2 separate regions of the Bombyx mori genome follow, and region 1 is linked to region 2. The links are chromatin contacts, called in public Hi-C maps. All regions are on one chromosome and are shown on one strand. The core of a region is the stretch at or near the end of the contact, and the rest is flanking DNA. Distances in the headings are between cores, read along the strand shown.

Region 1 (6,153 bases), core at 1,100-3,599, 38 kb before region 2:
GTCTCCCTACAAGGGCAATAAATAAATTAATGTAACTCAATAGCGTTCAAACCGACCATATAACGGCATTCCAATAAGATGGAATGGCAATTTGGTAGTACCTTTACTTGTACGGGTCCACAATATGTTTCTTTACCCCATTCACAGCAATGAAAAAGACGGTCGTCTTCCTTGCCCTGCTTTTAAGCAAAAAACAGGATTTCTCAGATTTAATAGGCAGGACGCGCTTGGCACTACTAAGCCGAGAACATTTAATAAAGGTCGTGTTTTCAATGGCTTTACGAATAGATTTAGGTAATGGTGGAGTTAGCGTAAAGCTGTCAGGCTGAACAAGATTAATCGCTTTTTGACTGAAAAGGTCACACTCGCTTTAGGGACCGAACTAGGATATATCGAAAATAAAGGAATTTCGAAATTTCATCGTACATTTTCGTTTTTGTCGACGACCAAACTAAATCACACTAAGTAATCCATAATCATACGGAATTACCCAATCCTACAAGACATTGCAACGGGAATGGTGCTGACCATAACGTGAAGTTGAAGCCTATAAGCCTAGAACATACTAAACAAAAAAGTTGTTCTACAGAAACGAGTGAATAGTGAGGGTACTTGACCAGTTGCAAGAGGCCAGAATCCCACGTGTTTCGCTGAAAGTAATAGAACGAAATGCTCACGGTTCATTACATTTTTTTACCATATTCAGGTCACGTTTCAACAATGATTGGTGAAGTAGTAATGAAACTGTTAATTGCTTCGGAACGTAGTGTATCAAGGCTGTATAATCAACGAGGGTCGAAAATGTAGATTCGCTGTAATATATCTATATTAATAAATGCTGTTGGACACGGAATGTACGTATATAAGAGTATGGTACATGTAAGTGACATGAGTGCTTTACTTCCATTAGCTGGGCCTGCATGATCCAATCCTCAACCCCGAAAAATATATTTGCCAATACTTACAATGGGGAGGGGGCGTGACATGGGATTCGTTGGTCGAAGATGGTAAAGGTCCACCCACTTAAGCGACCCCCCTGCATTCTCGCCCGACGCCCGATTCAGACAGAACCCCAGCAAGGTAGAGGAGTTTCCGCGGACAATACTATAACCGGATGCGCAGCTCTACTCAAAGACCATCCGGCTGACGGAGTTGCCTTTGTTCCTGGTATGCTGATGTCTATACCCCTTGCGTTGAAGCCATAATTATTAGCAAAGAGCATTGGTACACCTCAATGCAAACTGAGACCTTTGTTTTTGTATACGTTACTTGAGCACATTAGGGTATAACTTTATAGAAATACTTGCCTAATTCAGAAGCACCTCACACAAGGCAGTCGAAATTTACATTTAATAAACCTATGTTTGTACAGTTTCAACGCAACGCATGTTTACAGTGGCTCGTTACAATCTATACAAAACAGTTGTGCAAATCGAAGACCCCAGCTTCGGGGGACCTTGACACGCCTCGCCTGGACTGCCGCAGAATTGTGCGAAACAGTGACTGACGTAAGCAATAGACTCTCATGCTAAATGGGTAGGAGCGCCCAGGTTTGAATGTTAGGTTTTAGTCTAGCCAAAATATTGATCGTAAAATAAATTTCCGAATGGCGAGCAGGTTAATCATCATTATAAACATCCGCCCATGCCGTCAGAAATGCTAACAAATTGATAACAGCTATGAGTTCTCGTGAACGCAATTCAAGATTTCTCTACCTTTGATACATTTTATGTATTTATATATTTAGACGCTCCATATCTAAATCAACCAGGATCCCTATATGTGCATCATCATTGCAACCACAACCACTAACAGAACTTAATTAGAAGAAGATATCTAAGAAAAGATGTAGATTCAAGCTATCTTAATAAACTTCTTTTTTATAGCTTATATAAGACCGTCAACAATTTAATAATTGGGGTATTACATTAATTGTATATTTTACGTACGATTACGTACATATTTAATTTATAATAAGTTTAGCATTAGACAATTTACAGTGCGCTCATAGAGATCTGACGTGATTATAAAATAAAAATCAAAATCAAGCGGTAAAAGTACCATAAATCTTATCTGCGACTAACGAATACAATGCAAAATATTAAACGTAAACTATAGAATTGCCAATACTCCTAACACTGCTTTTCAAGTATCCTCATCTTTGCTAATGAAAAACTTTCATAAGCGACCCACAAAAGTCAACATCTAATTTTACACCAAATCCAATAAAGAAGCACTAAAAATAAAACATTCAATTATTTTTAACCGAAACACACACACACAATATACTCACACACAACACGAAAATGAAACAGGGTCTACATCCGCTGCTCTCTACACACAAGATAAGAGCCAAAAACAACAATGCAAATATATTATAACGTTGACCCGTACTCTCGGAATCTGGTTATATGCAAATATTTATACTGAACAGGAAATTAACTTCAGCGGAGAGCTGTCTGTTTAGGGAACTGGTAAAGGGGTTTGAAATTCGGTGATATTTTTGGTGTGAAAGGATTACATTAAATATTAAGTAATCTGATCCAATAAATCATCTTCCTCAATAAAAATATCAATATTTGCCGTCTTTCTCTATTTCCACTAGTCTAACTAACAAAATCAAGATAAGCGGATTAACTTCTCAACACGTAACCCAATTTCCACGTTGAAATAGTACGATCCGTGTCTTGGATCGGACGGAAAGCTCTAAATTTAAGCCTGCTATCAGAAACTGGAACAACGGGTCTTTGAGATAAGGCAAACGACTTTTGAATGCCACCGTCACAAAAGGCATATCCCCTTAATCACCCCTCTGGTACTTTTATTCATTCCAACTTGAATGGAAAGCTAGGTCGCGCTTTGAAATTTTCAATAACCAGTTCTTTTTAGAATTTCATACGTTAAATGGAAAAAACTTTCTTAAGATCATTGGTTCTAAAATGTCCCGTCTGTCCATACAAAATGCTGTAGAACCCGTGCGGGATCAAATTAAGCCCTAACGCCAGCAAATTTATAAATTTTGTTGGTCTGATTTTTGTTTTATCATGTTAATCCTTCATTGTAAAAATTTCTCGTGAACATGAGTTAAATACTACTTCTACTAAGTACTGCTGCTATTTTCCTTTTAAAAAACAGTACCTGTATCACGAATTCGAAAACCGCCATAACAGCATCGCTCGACACGAGTATATCGGGCGCATCTTATACTTTATATCACTATTTCTTATTTTCAACAAAACAATCACAAAATAAAATACGAATACTTGTTTTAGTGAACCGAAGAAGGTTGTGGTTAGCAAAATGTAAACAAAATATCAAATCTAGAAATTGTATTAATAATGCAACAAGTTCCAGAACTCCCCGGAGCGATGCTGAACAAAGATTCGTGTACTATAGAATGTTTTTCTTCTTCAGAATTTCAAATGAAAAACAAACAGTAAAAGACGATTGAATGTTTTTTTGAAAAATATTACATTTTCTTCGAGAAACTCAGAGTTTATTAAAGTGGAATGGTTTCAAATATACATACTATGTATATGATGATAAACTTTTAGGAGCACACAACACAGCTATAATTCCAGTTGTATTCAATGTTCTTTAATATGAAATGATCTAAAAAGCATTATTACTAAAAAAAAATTTATTGCTCTAGTAGGCAGACGAGCATACGGGCCACTTGATATTGAGTGGTTGCCGTGGCTCATGGACGTAGCAAAGCCAGGAGTAGAGCCAAGCCTACCATGAAAAACTTTAACCAAGCATATCATTATTGGGTTTTTGTCTATGAAGTTTCCGTTTACTCTAACAAGATGTTAGTCATTTTTTTGTTATTTCTATCCAAGAAAATATGCACCCACGGCATGGAAAGATCTCTGCCAGCGCAGTGGTAATTTTTCGATGCCTTTCTTGAAGAAAAAACAAGTCGCCACCGCCACAGAGCCTTTCAAAAGATTTTTATTCTGCCTCTCAAGTATTGAATCCTGCGTTCGTTTGTACTGTATTACACGTCATTAATGTTGTGAGCTGTTTGTGTGACATTATTACCGGAATGGAACTCGTATTCCATAATTTTTCGTGTCCCTAATGATGAAAATTGATACAAATGTAGCGAAAATGACGAATCAATAGGAATACATAAATTAGTTTCCAAATAGCCAATATTATAAAACGGTTACTTTATAGATACTACCCCCCTATTAATAGTTTCGGTGTGAAAGTTGGGAACTCTAATTCGAAGTATCTTGTTATATTCACAATAGACCGGGCACAAAACAAAGAACTCCTTGAAAACATTCAAGAAGCCAAAACAATTTAAGATTATAAACTTACCAGGATAGAAGTCGTGCGACTTGGACATCTTGACCCTGGCCCCTGTGTCCTTCTGCAGCTGAGCGATGGTCTCCCCGCCCTTGCCGATGATCGCGCCAGCCACCATCGAAGGCACCAGTACCTTGAAGTGGTATGTCGGCTCCACTGCTGTCGACCATAAATTTAAATCAGTACATTGAAAACTTTCCAAAAAACATTACAATAGATCAGGTTGTGAAAAGAGAACCGTATTGTGTAAAGTAAATACTCTTTTATTGTGAACAATGACTTAGCATCGAGTGAAATGATAATTTCAGAATAATAAACTGAAAAATAGACCCGTTGTGCTCGATTTTTCTTTTTAATTAAGTAAGTTCAATTGGCCTGAAATAAATACTAATCAGGTTTTGAGAGTCACTGTGAATTATATGGGTATGAATATAATGAATATGTTACTTCAAAAGCGATTTAAATTATATTTCATGATCATTGTGCACAATACGACTCAGTAGCAACGTAATTAACAATTGTGTTTACCGAGTTTTGGTTATGATAAGAACCTTTAAGAATATACATTTGCATCTATAGATTTTAATCATTAGAGGCAAATATATAACTTGTATAAATATGTAAAAATGTAAATAATAACTTAGATTTCTCTTCCAATATCTCCATGAACATGATATTTTATTTTAATTAATTAATAAATTTAACGGTCACTCCGAATTATCAAGGAATTATCAGAACTCATAATAGCTTACAGGAAGATTGGCCAATCATTGTTTAACTGCATTAAAAATTATGTTTACATCAGAACTCATAATAGCTTGCAGGTTGATTGGCAAATCATTATTTAACTAACTGCATTAAAAATTCTGCCGGTAAATATGTAGAATTCGTTAATATTTCATTTATGTGAATCGTCGACCAAATAAAATATAAATGAAACCACCACAGTAATAATAATAGCAATCAAATCTTTTTCCTGACCCTCGGGAAGACCGTAAACATATTCGATTGGTTAGGAAATATTATATGTTTTCAAAGGGTTTCTTGTTTGCTATCACAAACAAGTTTGCATTTGATTGAAATTATACGTAGCGGTTCAAAAATATCGGCAACATACTCTCTTCTTAACTTCGTCCCTGGAAAATCATGTTCCGGGCTCCGGAGAATTGCGATTTCATTGACAAAACCGATCGTGTGCTACTACAACTACACATATCTCTATATATAAAAATGAATTGCTGTTCGTTAGTCTCGCTAAAACTCGAGAACGGCTCGACCGATTTGGCTAATTTGGGGCTTGAATTATTTGTGGAAGTCCAGAGAAGGTTTAAAAGCTAGATAAATATGAAAATACTCGGAACAAAATAAAAATAACAATTTTGTTTTTCCTGCGATGTGTCCCCCGTCGGACGGATTCCTTTTGTTTGTTTTAAGTTTATTTTATACAAAAGATTAAGTCTTTTATTTATCGATTGAGGCACTACGAAGTCTGCCGGGTCAGCTAGTTTGTAATAAAAACATTAACAACTGTGAACTAACACCGCAATGTGTAGAAACTAGGGCATCCCACACACAATTGTGCCGCAGCATCTCAATGATGCGGGCGTCTCGTTTGACCTCATTCGAGACGGAGCTAAAGAGCGCTGTTCACCTGACGGACTGCCTCCGGTACCAGAGGAACCTGCGCATTGTCAGCGCAGCCCCGCTTTGTTTTGTCATTCAAAATGAAAGGCATCACAATATCAACAACAAAACAATAAACATTTCATAATGTATTGAATTTTTGATTTATAGAATCAAGCTAACTTACTCAGGGTTTCTCTCGTGTGTCAGGTG
Region 2 (6,515 bases), core at 3,495-5,994:
ACGACCTAAGAGTATTTTACTGGCTGAGTATTCTTAAGAGCCTTTTTTTTCCTTGTTTGATAGCCTTGAGAGGCTATTTTAGCTTCACCCTAACGTGTGTAGGTGAGTTCGCGGGGCTCAAACCGGAGTGTTGCTAGCACTGACCCTAGCAAGAGCAGTGCTTCGCAGAATCTACCACCGGATCGGAAACGCGACTCACTGAGAAGATCCGGCGAGAAACTCAGTGGGCTGTGTCTATGGGTTAATTTGCTTGACGAGCTCTTCGTCGCAAGCGACGGGTTCGACATGGACGGTGATCGGTGCTTGTGGTGCCTAAAAGCACCGTTCATGGATCGGGAGGATCCGTAATGACGTGCTTTGGGCGACGTCGACTGTTTACCATTCGGTCTACAGGATCGGGTGTGCTTAAGAGCCAACGTGGGTGGGTTACCACCTGCAAATTTGTCATACATGTTTCCATGACTCAAAGTGGGCAACATTCTGGTAACAACTAAGCAACAGGTGGACCGTGCGTTAATTCGCCCCTATCCTAGTAATAATAAAGTAATGATAATATCAATTAATAATTAATACTAACATCATCTCAATCGATCGAGGACCATTACCATTTGCAAGTATTCGATTAGAATACTTGACATCCTCGAAATCCGACTTTATAATTTTATTTTTGAAAATTATTAGTCAACAGACAAAGACCAGTGTAACTGGTAACCTTAAAAAGTTACAAGTTAACATGTTTCGACTTCGAGTTACCTTGACTACAAATCCCCAATTAATAATGTGCACTATTCACTTGAAGATTAGTTTTATTTCGGTATGCCGGTAGCCGGTCGTTAAGTCGAGCCGCCATTGACCTTCTCGACATTAATGGAGTAGCGATGTGTTTACAGTGTACACGATTTATGAGTAGAGGAATGGTCTTTTCGTTGAATTTTATCAATCTATTTTGAAGAAGACAAATAGTTTATAATGCGAACTCTATAGAAAATGTTCTAGAACCGGGAGAGCGGACAATATGCAATTCAAATTTTTTAAGTTATGTACATCTTTCTCTCTCTCCCTCTTTTTCAATCAATCTATCTATCTATCTATCTCTCTCTCTCTCTCTCTCTCTCTCAATCTCACTTTCTCTCTCTCTCTCTATATATATATATATCGAGACAGTGATGCCAAATGTTCCACAAAAAAATATTCGCAAAAAGTGACCTACCAAAAAAGTCTTATGTGAATTCTCGTTCTAACTTGAGGTAGAAAGCCCCAAGTTGCCGTCCCTATTTACATCTATTGGTATTTATAAAACCGTAAATCTAATACAGATATTCAAACAGGTATATGATAAGATTACATTAAATACTTAGTTCATCTAAAATTCTATAATAGTTCAGACAGTACAGTCGAGGTGCAGGGCAACACCAGAACACTACCCAGAAATATTTAGAAAGAGAACTTCCAAATGCGGATATCCCTTGTGCTCATAATGTGAAGTGTATCTTTGATATTTTTATAAAACTCTCCGGCAGCCAACAGAGTAAGTCACCGGATAAAATAATCTACATTAACGAAAATGCAGATTTATTTATTTTCCTGTTGTTGGCTCATACAAATATGTTGTTTTGGCATATTTTATTTCATACTTGTGAATTCCGTCTATGATCACATATGAAAATAACATTGCGTAAAAATACTCGCACGCCACCTAGGTATTCTGCGTTTGATGGTACTGTGAAAAGAACCTTTCTTATATTGCCAACTATAACTGTAGTTTCAACTCAATCGGACAAATCTATTTAAATAAAAATGAATTGCTGTTCGTTCGTCTTGCTAAAACTCAAGAACGGCTGGACCGATTTGGCTAATTTTGTTCTTGAATTGTTTGTGGAAGTCCAGAGAAGGTTTAAAAGGTAGATAAATATGAAAATTGTCTTTCCTTTGATGTCCCCCCCGTTGGACGGATTCTTTTTGTTTCTTTTAAGTTTATTTTATACAAAAGTTTAGGTCTTTTATTTATCGATTCAGGCACTACGAAGTCTGCCGGGTCAGCTAGTTGTTAATAAATGCACGGAGTACAATCATTTAAAGAAACGTTGGACTTTATTTACAAGGTTTTTTATTAATTGCTCTAAGTGCCATTGTTGATTAGCAAATAAGCAGTATCTTTTTTGAAGTTGGGTAATAGCCAAACGCCGTTGAAAATAAATTCAACGGACACAAAATTATTTCCTTTCGGTTTGTTTAAAAGACGTGGCCGCAGGAGGTGACCGGTTAAGAGTCATTTATCAATTGCCAAGATCCTGAACTAGCCTTTACGAACGAGACGTGGAGGCCTGACTCTGATGGAAATATTCCGTGGACACGGTATTGAAGAATGTATTTAATAATATTTTTGAATAAAGTCATAGGTTGTATTTTTATTAAACAGTATCTGTTGTTCAGACTTCATTCCACGCCGTAAATGCCAACGCTCACCTTGAGACAAAGTCGCGGAGTAAATGCTGTCCTCGAAAGACATGCGACTCAAGGGCACTCAATGTATGATGGATAAAACGTCCCATGTTTTCGCCTAGTGCCGAGTCTGTGTCATGACTAGAATAGAAGGGTGGGTGTTGTGGTAGAGCTTACTTTCAACCATCATTCTATTTTTTTCTGCTCCGAGCAATAATTGGCTTCAGTTCCAATTACAATATAATTCAAACTTCGACCTCATGTCTCAAGGTTGGTAGTGGTATTGGCAAAGGGCACCAAGTGTCCAAGGGCACCAGCACCTGAATTCCTAATAGGCCATCAAATCCTTTTTCCATCTACATCATTGAAACAATCATAAAAAGTAATTACATTATCAACAATCAATTTAAAGAATATCTGTGCTGATAGAAATAGTGTACTATAATAAAATTTAAAATCTTATCAGATTGATTGACAATAGGAAACATTTTCCTAATAAAATGCAATTTGAAAAATATTTATATCATTTAGATTTTTCTAAACAAATACTCATAGTTAGCCTTGGAAAATTAAAACATCCATATTTCGGAAAATGATAATTTTAAATATTTAAATGTTTTCTCCCATTATTCTTTCTTGTTATTTATAAGTCCACATATTAGGAACAGCACTTTATTTAGAAAGAAAAATCTAACACATTTCTTATACATTAACATGATGGTGAACAGTGCCAAACTATAAATTATTAAGTGAAATTTATTATGTATAATGAAATTACGCAAAGTAAATATGTTAAACAAATTTTTGTTAGTTCCTTCCTGAAATAAAATTAAAAGCGTTTAAAAGCTGATAGATTTTCTTCCGAAAAGTTTTTTTTATATACCAAAGATAAGATAATAATATGGTCTGTACAGATGCAAATGTCACACCGACAATGGAACGACTAAGCCAATGGTGAAGTCGATATGAGGCTAAGTACGAGATGGCTCACAACATCTAGGCATTGTATTACAGTGCTCAATGTACGATTACGATGCTGACACCTACACTGCTCCCTCACTCTGCTCATGTCACTTTTTTCTTGATTATTATTATTTTTAGCAATTTTTTTTTCTAAAAAGTAATATATAAATCTATTTTTCTATCGCTCATAATAAATAATTTTACTAAGCTAGTAGAGAAAATAAAGAAAATAAAAAATATTGATTATCAAATTATTATATATATGCATTGTTACATAACCATTGTTGACAACCCTAATCAAAATATTCATCAAACTAGAACAGATAACAGGCATCCAATCAGAATCTAATTGGAAGCAGTTTCGTTACTAATTGGATGAAAAACAGGTGATAAGCCTATTTAGTGATAAGGTTTTTCATTCCTGGAGTCGTGATCAGCAGCGCGAGTGAGGAGGAGCAAGTGCGCGCGTGGTGCATGCGCGCCTTTCAACCACAAAGCCGATGGATTCAAATGCGTTTACGATCGACTCACCGAAATGAGACGTAATAGAGCCATGGCCGTTGGCCAGAGGCAACGCGGTCACCAAGTCTTGCACTAAAAAACAACCACGACGTTTTAACATTGCATATACAACAATTGCGCGAGAAGCGAGCCACCGAACGTCGCCGCCGCCCTCGACGCTTATCGGAACGATAAGAACTTAGTATACTACCAAACTTATCTAAGTCTTCACTGCTATAAACTTTAAAACGTTCAATTATTGAACTAGTTCACTTAAAATGACCCTCGTATCGTACGATATAGGTCACGTTGATAACAATGTGCGCGCTGATAAGAATCTCCGCCCCCTCCAGCTGCATAGGCGGGTCGACCACGAGACTATGTCAATGTTATTGCCTTGCCAAGTACGCAATGAAATAAATTTATACGTTGGTAGTATGTGTATGTAGAATGCGGTGCGCCACTCACCCGAGCTGAAGTGTGATCTCTTGACATCTCCATTTTCTGAGTCTCCATCCAGGGGTCGCTTCCTGGAGTCCGTAATCTCTGGACTAGGGCAAGTGTCCATCCCTGTATCAGCGGCCATGTTGAAATTTCAGAGCAAAACTTTAAACTTGTCTAGCATAATTCCCATTACGTAATTGCTTCAAAAGACGTTTTTCGATGCGGCACTTAGCATTATTATAACGATATACTGAACACTTAACACATGAACTAATAAAATGAAGGAGATTTAAATATATAAAGGACTAATTACTAAAATAAGGAGAGAAACGACACTATGGTTGTTACGTCTAAACGTTTTGTGAACGTTTGTCGATACTGCGGCTGTTTGTGGCGCATAGTCAACGTGAACATAGCGCCGAATCTTGGTTGGTTAGGTTGGTATGTCTGTATTTTGATAGATACCAGCTGATTACTTTAGTGATGTGTAAAATTTGCAATATTTGAAAATATGTGGCGGAATGTAAATATATTTAATATTGTACGTTTAAAAAAAACAATAATTTTGAAGTTGTACGGTAGCTATAACAATTAACAACTGAATCGCTACATGTGAAATTCAATAGCAGATTTTGTAAATCCTGAGAGATTTAGAATTTATAGTTAATTCCTAATTTTGTAGACTAAAGCTAGTATTAAAACACTACCCAATGACGGTAAGAGTCATCTCTAGGCCAATAGTGGCACTATCAAATAGCTCCAACAATAACAAAATGTGATTTAGTGGGGATCAGATTCATAGCATAGAACCATTCAGACCTTACTAGAAATCGTATAGCACGAGCAGCTTTATGGAAGGAGCCAATAAGTTTCAGAATCGCAGTGTGAGGTGGGTACAAAGGGAAACAAATATGGTAAGCATTGAAGTTGAACTGAAGAGTAACGAAGTGAGAAAAATTATACGAAAATGAATGATACTAAATTAAGAATGCTATATGCGTGAAAAATTTCTTTCCAGACGAACTGAAGTTTATTTAATTGGAGGATTTAAGCATATTCTTTGCTTTTTACAAGAATTCCATTAATTTGCTTCTTTTTTTTCATTTAAATCGAATCGCTGGCCATCCCTATTAGCGTTATGCGCCAAGGTCGTTCCACGCCTAACTGTGACTAGCTTCATAAAGAAGCCGTTAAGCGCCAGCTTTAAATTTTATACCGTCATTGTCTTAAAATTATGATTTCCTGTAGAGGTATCTGAATGGAAACATTTCAGAAGAATATACACTTAAAATTCACTTTATTATGATTTCCTATTGTAGATCTTTATAAGGCATAAAAGAAATGGTCGACCTCAGAATTGACTTGCCGTATTTTTTCATTCTGGTTCCCTTGCTTCCTGGTTTTGAAAATGGCGCCAATGTACGGCCCTGGATCGTGGAGCTCATTTTGTATGGGAAATCTAGGTCAAGGACTTATACATCTTGTTCTCTCTTTCACACGCACTTTAAAAAGAGCAATAGCTACTGTTCTCATTTTCATCGATATAGGTCATTGTGCCCGGTAAAATTTAGCTCATCATGTTTCGGTGATTTCTCGAGCTATTTAAAAAATATATATGAGAAATAATGACAATGAGAATAATTAAATAATTTAGACGGTTTCTCTGTTAAAACTGATTGTTATTGGAAATATTCTTGTTCCTCTCTTCTTAATTCATTAGTTTCCATTTAGGAATTTAAAATTGCGTACAGCGCGATCTTTTGATAAAATTTCAAACTAAATATACAAACCTATTAGAATTTAAAATTTTACCCTAATCTTACTTATATTAATTTTATTAGATCAGTATGATTTTTTTTTATTGTTTAAGCGCGTAGATGAGCGTGTGTTGGGCGGACACCAGATGTTAAGTGGAAACCGGAGTCCATTGCTGTCACCAACGTAATATAAATACCGCTACCCGTCTTGGACGATGAGTTGAAAGTTTGAATTCTACAGTGCAGCGGCAACTGCACCTCCGGTCACCGTCATCGCCAAACCCGTCGCTTGCGACGAAGGGCTCGACGAGCAAATTAACCCATAGCACACCCCACTGAGTTTCTTGCCGGATCTTCTCAGTGGGTCGCGTTTCCGGTCCGGTGGAAGATTTTCCGACTGCTTTTGCT

The links. A called contact is a pair of places that touch in the nucleus more often than the background predicts.
Region 1: a contact with region 2 is called in a Hi-C map of posterior silk gland, with 1.6 times the contacts expected there. The contact joins the enhancer-like site here to the promoter of LOC101744404 in region 2. A contact is called at or near these places in 3 of 7 Hi-C or Micro-C datasets (middle silk gland, posterior silk gland and whole pupa).

Annotation. Positions count from the first base shown.
Region 1 is chr25:584,532-590,684 of ASM3026992v2, reverse strand. LOC101744404 (RNA-binding protein Pasilla) reads right to left here. Exons shown (of 10, transcript XM_012690002.4): 3 at 4,330-4,473. Among protein-coding and RNA genes, the nearest start is that of LOC101744404, 37 kb to the right of the region's middle. Within about 2 kb of position 2,349, at least 4 of the 8 cell types and tissues checked have open chromatin away from gene starts, as enhancers often do.
Region 2 is chr25:548,856-555,370 of ASM3026992v2, reverse strand. It overlaps LOC101744404 (RNA-binding protein Pasilla), which reads right to left and starts at 4,744. Exons shown (of 10, transcript XM_012690002.4): 1 at 4,375-4,744; 2 at 3,937-3,999. The coding sequence starts at 4,492.